Regions from separate parts of the Oryctolagus cuniculus genome. Here region 1 is linked to region 2. Evidence: chromatin contacts called from public Hi-C data. All regions are on one chromosome and are shown on one strand. Each heading gives the region's core, a stretch centred on a gene start, on an enhancer-like site or on the middle of the called end of the contact. The rest is flanking DNA. Distances are from core to core; before and after follow the strand shown. Region 1 overlaps LOC127489680. Region 2 holds the start of ZC3H8 (zinc finger CCCH-type containing 8).

Region 1 (6,371 bases), core at 2,342-4,841, 110 kb before region 2:
GTGGACATTTGGTGAATGAACCAGAGTATGGAAGATCTCTCTCTTGCTCTGTCTCTCCCTCTCTCTCTCTATAATTCTGCCTTTAAAATAAAATAAATAAATCTTTAAAAAAGAAAGTTCATGAAAAACAGAATTAAAAGATAAGTTTGGGACCTGCCTCGTGGCTCACTTGGTTAATTCTCCGCCTGTGGTGCCAGCATCCCATATGGGCACCAGTTCTAGTCCTGGATGCTCCTCTTCTAAGCCAGCTCTCTGCTATGGCCTGGGAAAGCAGTGGAAGATGGCCCAAGTGCTTGGGTCCCCTGCACCCACGTGGAAGACCAGGGAGAAGCACTTGGCTCCTGGCTTTGGATTGGTGCAGCTCCGGCTGTTGCAGCCATCTGGGGAGTGAACCAAAGGAAGGAAGATCTTTCTGTCTCTCCCTCTCACTGTCTGTAATTCAAATAAATAAATAAAATCTTAAAAAAATAAAAAGATAAGTTTAATTTGGTGCAAAAAATTGAAGTTAAGGCTTAGTGTTTTATAATATGCATTCTCCAAGAGCTTTTGATGTGCCTTACTACTGATGACTTTATACTATCACTTGATTAAGGTGCTAACAGATTTCTCTATAATTTTTCCTTTTGAAATGGATAAATAGCCTTATGAAAACACTTAGGTAACTGTTCTGCTTCTCAACTTTTTATCCATTTATGGTAGCACACACTATGCCCCTTGCCTGCAAGAGTCATTACTTTGTTTGCCTAATGATAATTTTTAATTGCTGTTATTCCACCTACATTTATTAAGTGGAATTATTCTATAAAGAAATTCTGTCCTTTCTTCCTCATTTATCTATTGAGTCATGTGTTTATTCATACAATATTGCCTCATGAATTCTTATTTCATCCTATGAGTTATAATCTAATACTGTCATTATTATTTTATTATTCAACATTATTTATTTGTTCCAGCTTTGGTCATTGAACACATTCTTCCAATTGACTTCTGTATCCTTTTGACATTTCCCTATTCTTTTTTTTTAAGATTTTATTTATTTATTTGAAAGGCAGAGTTACAGAGAGGGAGACATAGAGGTGGAGAGAGAGAAAGTCTTCTATCCACTGGTTCACTCCCCAGTTGGCCACAACAGCCAGAGTTGTACTGATCTGAAGCCAGGAGCCAGAAGCTTCTTCAGGGTCTCCCCACATGGGTGCAGTGCTGGGGCCCAAGGACTTGGCCCATCTTCTATTGCTTTCCCAGGCCGTAGCAGAGAGCTGGATCGGAAGAGGAACAGCCGGGACTCAAACCGGTGCCCATATGGGATGTGGGTGCTTCAGTCCAGGGCTCTTACCTGCTGCTTCATAGCACCGGCCCCCTCTTTCTCTTCTTGATCCCTCCTCCCCAAGTATTCCACCAGTGCCATCCCCCAGCCTCATCAGAGACCAAACCAATGGGCGTCTTGGACTTGACCCTCCAAAACTGTGAAATAAGTAAGCCCTTTCTCTTTATTAAGTTAGCTATGCCATTATGTTGACAAAAAGCTGATGAATGTCCTGTATCTTGGAGAGACTTCCGTGACTCTAAGTGCAGCCGGACTTCTCCATGGGAATCGCTGTTGCGTGCTCTGCTTCTGCGTAGCCTGCTCTCCTTAGGGGGACATTTCCCTTTGTAACACAGCATGCTGTCTGTGCAGGCTGGCAGCTGACTCAGGGGAGGAGTGGCTCAGGGCGGAAATGGAGCCGGCCACCGAGTCTCTCATCCTTTCTGGGAGGAACATCTCCTGCGTGGCCCGGAAGCTTCACCTGCAGCCAGAGTGTCACAGCCATCGGGAGGAGCTCGTGACCACAGCACAGCAGATCGTGGTGGGCACTGCCAAGGTGAGGCTGTGGTCAGAGCCGGCCGGCTGGCTGGTCCCAACAGAAAGCCCACTGCTGGGAAGCATGGATGGGCGTGTTCTTTTCACAGTGGATCCTTGCCCCAGAGAGAAACCCACCCAATTTTCTGCCAAGATCCTAGGCGAAGTATCCATTGCCAACTAAAAGGCTAAAAGTAGAAGCTGGCACAGGGAGCTGAACAGTCATACTGAGTTAGGGTCTTTTTTTAAAAAAAAAAAAAGATGTATTTATGTATTTGAAAGGCAGAGTTACAGAGAGGGAAGGAAACCGAGAGAGAGAGAAATCTTCCATCCACTGGTTCACTCCCCAAACAGCCACAGCGGACAGAGTTGGGCAGATCTGCAGCCAGGAGCCAGGAGCTTCTTCTGGTCTCCTACATGGGTGGCAGGGGCCCAAACGCTTGGGCCATCTTCCGCTGCTTTCCTCAGGCCATAAGCAGGGAGCTGGGTCGGAAGTGAAGCAACTGAGAGGTGAATGGGCACCCATATGGGATGCTAGTGCTGCAGGTGGCAGTTTTACCCACTGTGCCACAGTGCCAGCCCCAGGTCTATGATCTTAAACCCACATGCAGTCCCCTCATCACTTACATTTAGCCACTTACCTCTAAGGGGAGGGCGGGGAGTCACCAAAAGGGTTATTTTCCACCCTGTCTGTGGCCATGAGCCATGGGGAGAGGCCCCTGAAACCTCAGCTACTCAGCTTATTTGTCATACTGACTGGAAAACCAAAGGCCCACTGCACTGGCCTCGGCTGGAGGGGTATCAGGAAACCAGGACCAACTCCCAGTCTCCAAACACTGGCCATGTTCCATCCAACACTCTACTATGACTGCATTCATGAGGCCCTGTTGGAATCCATGTGCCTTAAACACTATCAAATACAATTGCTCATCAGTAAGTAATAGTGTGGGTTAATCGTTGTTGGTGGTGTGTGTGTGGCCGGGGGAATCTTCCTAATTTTACAGGTCCTTATTAAAAGAGGGTTGGAAATGGGTGGATAAGAGACAGAGCCTGGGCTTTGCCACCTGCTCTTGATGGCACGCGGAAGGCAGGGGACGGAGCTGTCTGGGAGGGCACATCCCTCCAGCCACCATCCTCACCCAGGCCAGGCCCCACATTAAATATAGCTACGTGCAGGCGGCTTTCCATGTTCAGGTAAACCAGCTGTTCGCTTGCGAAGCTACTCCCAGGTGGCTCCTCCCTCCCTTTGGTCTGTCTTGGGAGTTAGGTAGGGGCCATTGCTCTCGCCCTTGCTCCAAAACGTGCATGCATCTCCAGGCCTCTCTCCCCGGCTGTCTGCACAGGTCCTGCTCCTGGAAGAGGCGGCGAGGGCCAGGAGGACGGCGCTGGCGGTTGGCTGGTGCCTCACCTGCTTGGACGCACTGGAGGTGGAGGACGACGCGGCCTCGCTGAGCGGCCCCTTCGCAGACCTGGCGGCGGCGCTGCTGCGCCTAGGGGCTCTGACGGCGCGCGGGCCCGGCCACCTGCTCCGGGCGTGCGTTCCCGCCCTCGTCGCGGCCGCCCGAGGCCACCTGCGGCACCCGCACGACCCGCAGCTGGCAGCCTCCCGGCGCCACGCTCTTGTTCTGACCCGGGAGGCCCTGGGCAAGCTCCTGGCGCGGCTCGACCCCGGCGCCGCGGCCCGGGGCCGCACGCGAGGCGGCACGCTGCCCCGGCGCCTGCGTCAGCTGAGCGAGCTGCTGGCGGCGCCCAGGGCCGGAAGCCTGAGCGGGCTCCTAGATGGACCGCTGGCGGCCGTGCTGGGGCACTGCATGCGCCTGGCCGCTGGCTGCGCCCCGCCGGAGAGGCTGCGCTTAGTGGCCCGCTGCAGCCGGTTGCTGGAGCTGCGTGGGACTCTGTGCGCCTGGGGGCCCGGCCGCGGGAACCTGGAGCCGACCCAGGAGCGCGCGGCGCTGCGGGCCGCGACCGAGGCCCTCTCCCAGGGAGTCCGCACTGCGCTACTGCGCCAGATCCTGGACGCGTTCACGGATACGCAAAGCCCTCTTCAGAGACTGGTGCAGACCGCGCTGGCGACCCCCAAAGTAGGCTGCCCGAACGGTGGCGAAGCCTTGCCCGAGAGCCTCCGGCCTTTCCTTACGGCTTTCCTGGACCAAGCCAAGCAGATGCTCAGGGTGGCTCACCTGGTCTTGGTTTGCTGCCCGCGGCCGCAGACCTGCAGAGACCTGGAGGCTGCCACAGTGGGCCTGTGGGCGCTCGTGGTCAGAGTGCAACAGCTTTTCTCCCGAAGCCCCCAAGGATCTGGTCTGGACCAGGACCCTGCCACTCTGCAGGCCTTGCTTCCGGCCTGGGCCGGTGCGTCCCAATGCCTGTTAGCATGTTTCGATGATGTTCTCAATATTCCTGAGTTCCTGAACGTGTCCATTCAGGAAATGACCAGGCATTTGCCCTTCCTCACGTGGGCTTTGAAAAATGGAGATCCCAGAGAGTTTTGTAGACCTGTGGTGTATTTACAGGGTCGAGCCACACACATCGTGCAAGTCATGAGCAGGTATGTGGGCCAAGAAAGAGACCCCATTTTCCGGAATGGCCTCAGAGTCTTGATCCAGCAGCTGGCGCAGTCTTGCCTGGTCCTGGGTGCGGTTGCTGAGCGCTGCTCAGGTGGGCACAGCTCCCAGGACACAGACGTGGTTTTAGCCATGGCAAAACGACTCATCTATTCAGCGCAGAGCGTGCTGGAGGGGTTGGATGGAACCAACCACCCGGATATCCTCAGCCCTCTTCGGATCCAAGTCCAGAGGTTACGAATTGCCAAGGGCCATCCTGGTTTCATTCTTCCCAGCCTCTGGGACACTAATGCCCCTAAACTGAAATGCCAGAGGGTGCCTGGGTTAGAGGAAGGTGACCCGGGCACCTCCTGTTCCCCAAGGGACCATCCTTCCTGCCCCTGGATTCCTGACATACAACCACAGAGGAGGGTCTCTGCACCCCCTGCCATTAACAAACTCATCCTCGCTGTAGAGAGCCAGGACCACCAGACAGTGCCCTCCGCTGGCATCGGCCTGCTGGAGCAGGGTGCAGCTGTGGATGCAGATCAAGAGGCCCTGGCTGGGGAGGGACCCCTGGGGTCAGAGCGGATGACAGGTCTCCCAGAGATCTCAGCACGGAGACCTTCTGCCTGTGAGCCACCAAGGGAGGTAGCCCATTACACAGCCTCTAGAGCTGATGGGCTTCTGAAAGGGACTCTCCAGCTCCCTGGGAGAACCAGGGAGACCAGACAGAGTTTGGTAGCTGTGGCTGGGGACTGGTACCATCTGTGTCAACAGCTGTTTTGTCACAACCGAACAGCTGATCTACCAGGGAACATGGCAGTATTCATGGAGCTTCAGCAGAATTTAGCCTCAGTGGTTCAGCTAGCAGCTCAAAGTGGGCCCAGGGACTTGACTAAGCAGGACCCGAACTCAACCGGACTCCCAGAAGCACTTTTACAAATGCAAGGCAGATTGAAGGAGGCAGAGACCCGTGCTAAACAACTGATGGACACCATTCTGGCCTGGGATGGTCTCCAAGCCCCCAAGTCATGGGAAAAGGACATTGAAGATGGGTGCTTTCTATGGTCAGCGGCTGTCCATGACCTCATTCAGTACATGGAGAGGTTCACCGAGAGACAAGGCCTGTTCCTGCTTCCCCTACGGCAGGCAGTGAAACGCCAGCAGGGGTTGAAGGAAGGGTTGGAGCAGGCAGCAGACGCTTCTCGGAGGCTGCGAGAGGCTGCCAGGCTGTCTGGCCCACTGAGTCGGAGTGAGCAGGTCAAGGGTGAGGTCTCCTTTCTATGTAGGGAGGTTCACGTGCTCACAGACGCTCTGCTGGATGTGGCACAGATCTTGGTCTCCTGCCCTAAGCCGTCTCCCAGCCTGTCTACACGCTTTCAACTCCTCTGCTTGGAGCTCGCCCTGCGAGCCAAGTCCCTGACTGGCCACTTCAGGAGCATCAATGCAGACTACGAATGTGCCCTGCAAAATGTTTTCTTCTCGAGACGCTCTGGCTGCAAGGATCCCCAGAGCAGCCCAGAAAGCTCCCTGGAAACAATGGCGTCCAGAATCCAAGCTGTGCAGGAAATTGTGGCAAGTAGCCGAGAGTCTGGGCCCTGTCAAGAAGACCTTATGGTGGCTCTGGAAAGCATTCTTGTCCTCACCAAGGAGGTGGCCCGGAGGGTCCCTCTGCTCCGAGAACACCCCGAGGAGTGGGGGACGCACGTCCTGGACTGGCTTCGGTGGGAGTGGGCAGCCAAGGCCCACTATGTCATGGCCCAGCTCCGGGCCTGGAAGGGCGGTCACTCCGAGGCCTGGAGACTCCTGGCCCAGTGCTTGAAACCTGCGGAGGAGCCACCAAGGGTCCCAGAACAAGACTCTGTCCAGTCTCAGCTCCACTGCAAGGAGGCTGCAGCAGGAACCGACATGGTGGGCAGTGTGGATTCTCAGGGTGCCTCACCGACAGGCAGCCCTGGGAGCACTGTGGGGACCTACACTGCTGAGCC
Region 2 (6,166 bases), core at 3,028-5,527:
TTCATTGTATTTTGGAATATATCTTTTTATTTGTTTTCTTAGAGGATTCTCAGGAATTATATAAACTGAACTTACTACAGTGAATTAGTATCAGTAGATTGCTACTTCCTATGTCTGTTAGAACCTTACCACCAGTTTGGTCTTACTATCTTCCTTGATGTATGTTATCATTGTTTCATGTGTTATGTCTATACATATTGAAAACCCCATCAACAAATGATGGGTGTTAGTTTTTGCTTTTAACCATCAAACATATTGTAAGGAACTCACAAGAAGTGTTTATTATTATATTTACTCAGATATTTCATATATTTGCCGTTTCTGTTCCTCCTAGCTAAAGAACTTCCTTTAGCATTTCATCATGATGCAGCTGTCCCAGGTTCAACAAAAACCATGCTAACACTTCCCTCCAGAAAGGATGGAAAGTCCCTTTTCTACTTTTATATGATCTTTATTCTTTTTTTAAAAAAGATATTTATTTATTTTATTTGAAAGTCAGAGTTAGACAGAGAGAGGAGGAGAGGCAGAGAGAGAAAGAAAACTTCTATCCGATGGTTCACTCTCCAGTTGGCCACAACAGCTGGAGCTATGCGGATCACAAGCCAGGAGGCAGGAGCCTCCTCGGTGTCTCCCACACTGGTGCAGGGGCCCAAGGACTTGGGCCATCCTCCACTGCCTTCCTAGGGCATAGCAGAAAGCTGGATGGGAAGTGGAACAACCAGGACTAGAACCGACACACATATGGGATGCTGGTGCCTCAGGCCAGGGCTTTAACCCACTGTGCCACAGTGCCGGCCCCATATGATGCTTATCCTTCTAATTCTTTTAGCTTAGTCACACGACTGCTTTCATACCCTAAAATAATGAGATATAAAGTTTACTATTACACATCTCATGTTAGATGCAAGGGCCATATGAGAAAGATTTTAAATATATATGCATATATATACATAAATTTGTATGTATATACACATATATACATATATACATATATGTATATATACATGTATACATACATATATACATATTTGTATATCATATATGTGATATATATGTATATATGTATATATACATATCCTCACATACATACATGTATACAAATATATATCAAATAAAGCATGAAATATTCATAGCTATTCCAGTCAGTTCTGCTACTGGTCCTTGTGTTTTTTGGTATTCATATCCCAACTTTCTGCCTCTGCCTTTGGCATATTCCCTCCCCTGTAGCTGGCCTAGGCTCCTTGCTTGCTGTGTAACCCAAATCTTGATTCCAGACAGGTTTGGGCCACCAGTAGTGCTGCCTGTGATGGCTGACTTTTCTGTTTTCATCAATAGGACTTCTGTTGTTTAGCCCTTCCCTCTCTCCCCTTTTCTAGACATATTTTCCTTCAGCTTCACTGCATAGTCAGGATAACTTGATAGGATTAGTCACCACTGCCACCACCATAAGTCTCTTCTTTATCTATAGGTGTAGTGGCCTGAGAAGCCCTAAATGGTCAGATGGCTGTTTCAGTTTCTGATTTAATGGAACCATTGTCGTTCTCTTGATGGAAGCGTTCCTACTTTTGGAACGGATAACTACACCAGTGATTCTCAACTAGGGACGATTTTGTCCCCTAAAGGACGTTTGGCAATGTCTAGCGACATTTTTGGTTGTCACAGCTGGGGAGCAGATGACATCTAGTGGTAGAAATTAGAAATGCTGCTAAACATCCAACACTGCCCAAATCTGTCTCCTGTAACAAAGAATTAGGCAGCCCCAAACGGTAATACTGATGTTGAAAAACCCTGCCCTAGATCAGCAGAGCCCAGAGTTTTAGGGATGGGAAGCAAAATACTTCGTCTAATACATCAATATGATGGTACAGAGAGGCTCTGCTCATTTCATGCCTTGTTTCCCAAAACCCCTGACCCTGGCTATGGGGAAATATGTTGGTGAATGTTGACTTGTAGTGTATGCCCATGAGGTACTAGACCTAGATAATTCTGTTACTATGTCCTCAAGAAAGAAGTCATTCTACCATGGTATCATGCCATGTTATTGTGGCAAAATAAAAATGACGTGATTTCAGCCATTTTTAAGTGTACAGTTCAGGGGCAACAGTTACAGCCACACTGATGTACAATCATCACCATCATTACCAAACCTTTCCATTATCTAAAACAGAAGCTTAATGTAACCTTTCCATTTCCCCTCCCCTCAGTCCCTGGTAACCTCTAATTTACTCTTTCTCTCTATGAAGATGCTTATTCTAAATATTTACTGTGAATGAAATCACACAATATTTGTCACTCTGAGTCTGGATTATTTTAATTATATGATTCTCAAAGTTCACCCATGGCATGTCATGTATTTATTCTTTTTAAAATATTTATTTTCATCTGGTTGAATGGGTGACAGAGAGGGAACGAGAAGAGGGGAGTGCCTGCAGTGCCGGCATTCTGATATGGGTTCCGGTTCGAGTCCCAGTTGCTCCACTTCCAATCCAGCTGCTCCATTTCCGATCCAGCTCTCTGTTATAGCCTTGGAAAGCAGTAGAAGATGGCCCAAGTGCTTGGGCCCCTGCATCTGCGTGGGAGACCTGGAGGAAGCTTCTGGCTCCTGGTTTCAGATCAGTGCAGCTCCAGCCGTTGTGGCCATCTAGGGAGTGAATCATCAGATGGAAGACTGCTTGCTCGCTCTCTCTGCCTCTGCCTCTCTGTAACTCTTTCAAATAAATAAATAAATAAATCTTTTTTTTAATTAAAGATTTATTTATTTCAAAGTCAGAGTTACACAGAGAGAGCAGGAGAGACAGAGAGAGAGAGAGGTCTTCCATCTGCTGGTTCACTCTCCAACTGTCTGTAATAGCCAGGGCTGGGCCAAGAGCCCGGAACCCAGTCAGAATTCGCATACGGGTGGCAGGGAGACAACTGTTGCCTCCTGGGGCACACATTAACAGTATCTGAAGTGGAGAAGCTGCGCCTTGAAACAGGCACTCCAATATCAATATCATCAATATCCATATAGTATGCAGGAATCTCAAGAGGTGACTTTAACCTCTGTGCCAACAGTGCACCTGAGTTCCTCCCAATTTCTGTTTTCAGTTTTTTAGAGTACATATTTTTTTAAAAAAGATTTATTTATGTGCAAGGCAGAATTACAGAGGGATAGGGAGAGGGGCACATTTCATCAGTTTCACTCCCTGAATGGCCCCAAACCCAGATGGTCCCAATGGCCAGGCTAAAGCCAAGGGCCTGGAGCTTCATTAGGGTCTCCCGCCTGGGTGAAGAGGCCCAAGCACTTGGACCAACTTCAGGTGTTTTTGCAGCCACATTAGCAGGAAGCTGGATTGGAAGTGGAGCGGCTGCGACTCAAACAGCGCCTGTATGGGATGCCAGCTTAACCTGCTGCGCCACAACACTGGCCCCTAGAGGGTATACTTAAGAGCAGAACTGCCAGGCCGTGTAATCATTCTATGGTTACGGTAGCCACTTAAAGAGATCATCACCTAACTCCATCTATATAGCAAACCATCCCAAGACTTTGTGGTTTAAAACAATGATTTCCTGTTTTCCAAATGTGTGCTCTATTTTCCTGACTTCATCTAATTCTCTCTAGTCTCAGTGGGCTGCACAGACTCTAAAAGTTACCTAACTTGTTTCTTCACTCCTGCTTCTATCTACATTTAAAAATGTAGAGGGCAATAGTACATACAGTACCAAGCTACAGCTGAAGCTAGAAGCAATTATTTCTTTTCCAAAAAAAGATTTATTTATCTGAAAGGCAGAGTTAGAAAGAAGCAGAGAAGAGAGAGGTCTTTCATCTGCTGGTTCACTCCCCAAATGGCCACAACAGCCAGGGCTGCACCAGAGAAGCCAGGAGCCAGGAGCTTCTTCCAGGTCACCCAGGTGGGTGTAGGGGCCCAAGCACCTGGGCCATCTTCTGCCTTCCCAGGCGCATTAGTAGGATCTGAAGTGGAGCAGCCGGGACTCAAAAGGCCATTCCTGCTGCAGGGGGAGCTTAACGCCCTGCGCCGCAGCCAGCCCCTGAAATGGCTTAAATAAAAGTGAGCTATTTGCAACCCTCGCTTAGAAACACTATGATCTCTACTGAGGAGTTTTCGCCAAAGTGAAAGAAAAGAGAAGCCTAAGGAGTTAAGTTACAAAATTCCATTAAATATCTGACATGATAAAAAAAAAAAAAAAAAAAAAAAAAAAACACGGAAAGCACCACCATCGGCGCCTGCGCAGAGGCGGGGCGAAAGCGAGCCTGCGCGGTCGCGGAGGGCGGTGCGGCGCATGCGCGGGGGCGAGACGCGCCTGCGCTGGGCGGAGCCCGCAGCTTGGCGCGGCGGCCGGGTGTCCGCACGCGTTTGTGGTTTGTTTTGTAGGTACGGCGAGAGGGAAGCCCGTGGCTGGGTGATGGATTTTGAGAATCTCTTCTCAAAGCCCCCCAACCCAGCCCTCGGCAAAAAACAGGCCTCGGATTCTGATGAAAGGTGATCCCACATTTTTTCACTTTGTGACTGCAGGTCCCCGGCAGGGCTCCGCCGCCTCGTGCCCTGGAGGGCACCCTGGGTCCTCGTCCACGCCGCTCCGTGACGGGCGCGGGGGCGCGGGGCCTGACGTCGAGAGGCGGTCGTGCGGGCAGGGGCGGGGCGGGGGCCACGCGCGGGGCCCGGTGCCGTGTCCAGCGTGGGGCGGGGTCCCCGGGATGCTCCCCTTTTTCGCCTGGCCCTCTAGGCCGCAAGGGGAGCCCTCCCGAGGGTCCTCGTGGCGCTTCTGTCTCCTGCGCACAGGAGGCTTCCGCGGGACTGGGCTCGTTTGTCCTTGAGACTGGCACGTGCTAGGCTCGCTCCTTGTAGAAAGGACCGAACCACGAGTTCGTTAAACGGCGAAGTAGCGAACACTCTGCGGGTCTTCTACCGGTAGGCATCGGAGGTTTCTATGGAGATCATAATTAACACCATTTGGATTCAGTCCCACCTTTAGGCTGAAAAGCACCTAAAGTCGCTGGCCAGACGGCACTAATTTGATTTCCCTACTGGACGCCCCTATAGTGTAGTTTATCTATACCCAAATATTCATTGGCTTTTCTTTTTAAGTTTGAAATGCTAAAAACCACCTTCTCTTCCTAAATCTGTCTTCTCTGTTCCCCAGTTTCCCTAAGCCAAAACCTTGACACACATCGTTTTATTCCTTTATTTACGGTGTCCCAGATGTAAGATGTATCTCTGATTCTGGTTTGTTTTTTTTTTTTTTTTTTTTTTTGAAAGGCAGAAATACAGAGAGAAGGAGGGGGTGATAATCTTTCATCTGCTGGTTCACTCCCCAGATGGCCGCAACTGAACAGGAGCCAGGAGCCTCTTTCTTCCAGATCTCCCACATGGGTGCAGGGGTGTGGCCAGGGCTGGGTCAGGTGGAAACCAGGAACCAGGAGCTTCTTCCGGGTCTCCCACGTGGTGCAGGGGCCGAAGGACTTCAGCCATCTTCTGCTGCTTTCCCAAGTACTTTAGCTGGGAGCTGGGTTGGAAGTGGAGCAGTGGGGACTCAAACTGGCACCATTAAGGAACGCAGGCAGAGCAGGTAGAGGCTTAACCTATGCCACGGTGCCAGCCCCCCCCCCCCTTTTTTTAAAGATTCATCTTATTTGAAAGGCAGAGTTATATATAATGAGAGGGATTATTCACTGGTTCACTCCCCAAATGGCACAAGCAGCGAGCTTCATCTGGGTCTCCCACAAGGGTGCAGGGGCCTAAGCACTTGGGCCATCTTATGCTGCTTTCCCAGGCACATTAGCAGGGCCCTGGATTGGAAATGGAGCTGCCAGTATTCCAACTGGTGCCCAAGCCACAGTGCTGGCCTCAGATTTTACCTCTGAGCATCATTCACTTCTCTTTGGGTCAAACGCCTTACTGGAAACTGCGGCCTTCAGGCTAAGAGCCTACTAAAACGCTTTGTGGTTACTACAAAAGCTTTACTACATACTTTACATGAAGTTTATCATTTAAGGCTCACAACAACCTTGAAGAGAAATGATGTTACCCTTATTTTACAGATGAGAAAGTTGAGGCGTAGTTTAAGTGGCAATGCTAGGATTAAATTGCTCAGGTAGTCTGAAGTAAAATGAGACGTAAATATTGGAAAGACAAAGACGCTAATTGCCGGCAGATTATATGAACAT

Evidence for each region. A called contact is a pair of places that touch in the nucleus more often than the background predicts.
Region 1: a Hi-C map of an unstated tissue shows a contact between it and region 2, with 2.1 times the contacts expected there. The contact joins the enhancer-like site here to the promoter of ZC3H8 in region 2. A contact is called at or near these places in 2 of 6 Hi-C or Micro-C datasets (ear pinna and an unstated tissue).

The regions. Positions count from the first base shown.
Region 1 is chr2:113,537,726-113,544,096 of mOryCun1.1, reverse strand. It overlaps LOC127489680, which reads left to right. Exons shown (of 7, transcript XM_051841412.2): 2 at 1,676-1,859; 3 at 3,181-6,371. Among named protein-coding and RNA genes, the nearest start is that of TTL, 31 kb to the left of the region's middle. Within about 2 kb of position 3,591, at least 4 of the 8 cell types and tissues checked have an H3K27ac peak or open chromatin away from gene starts, as enhancers often do.
Region 2 is chr2:113,431,751-113,437,916 of mOryCun1.1, reverse strand. It overlaps ZC3H8 (zinc finger CCCH-type containing 8), which reads left to right and starts at 4,277. Exons shown (of 9, transcript XM_070068805.1): 1 at 4,277-4,481. The coding sequence starts at 4,282.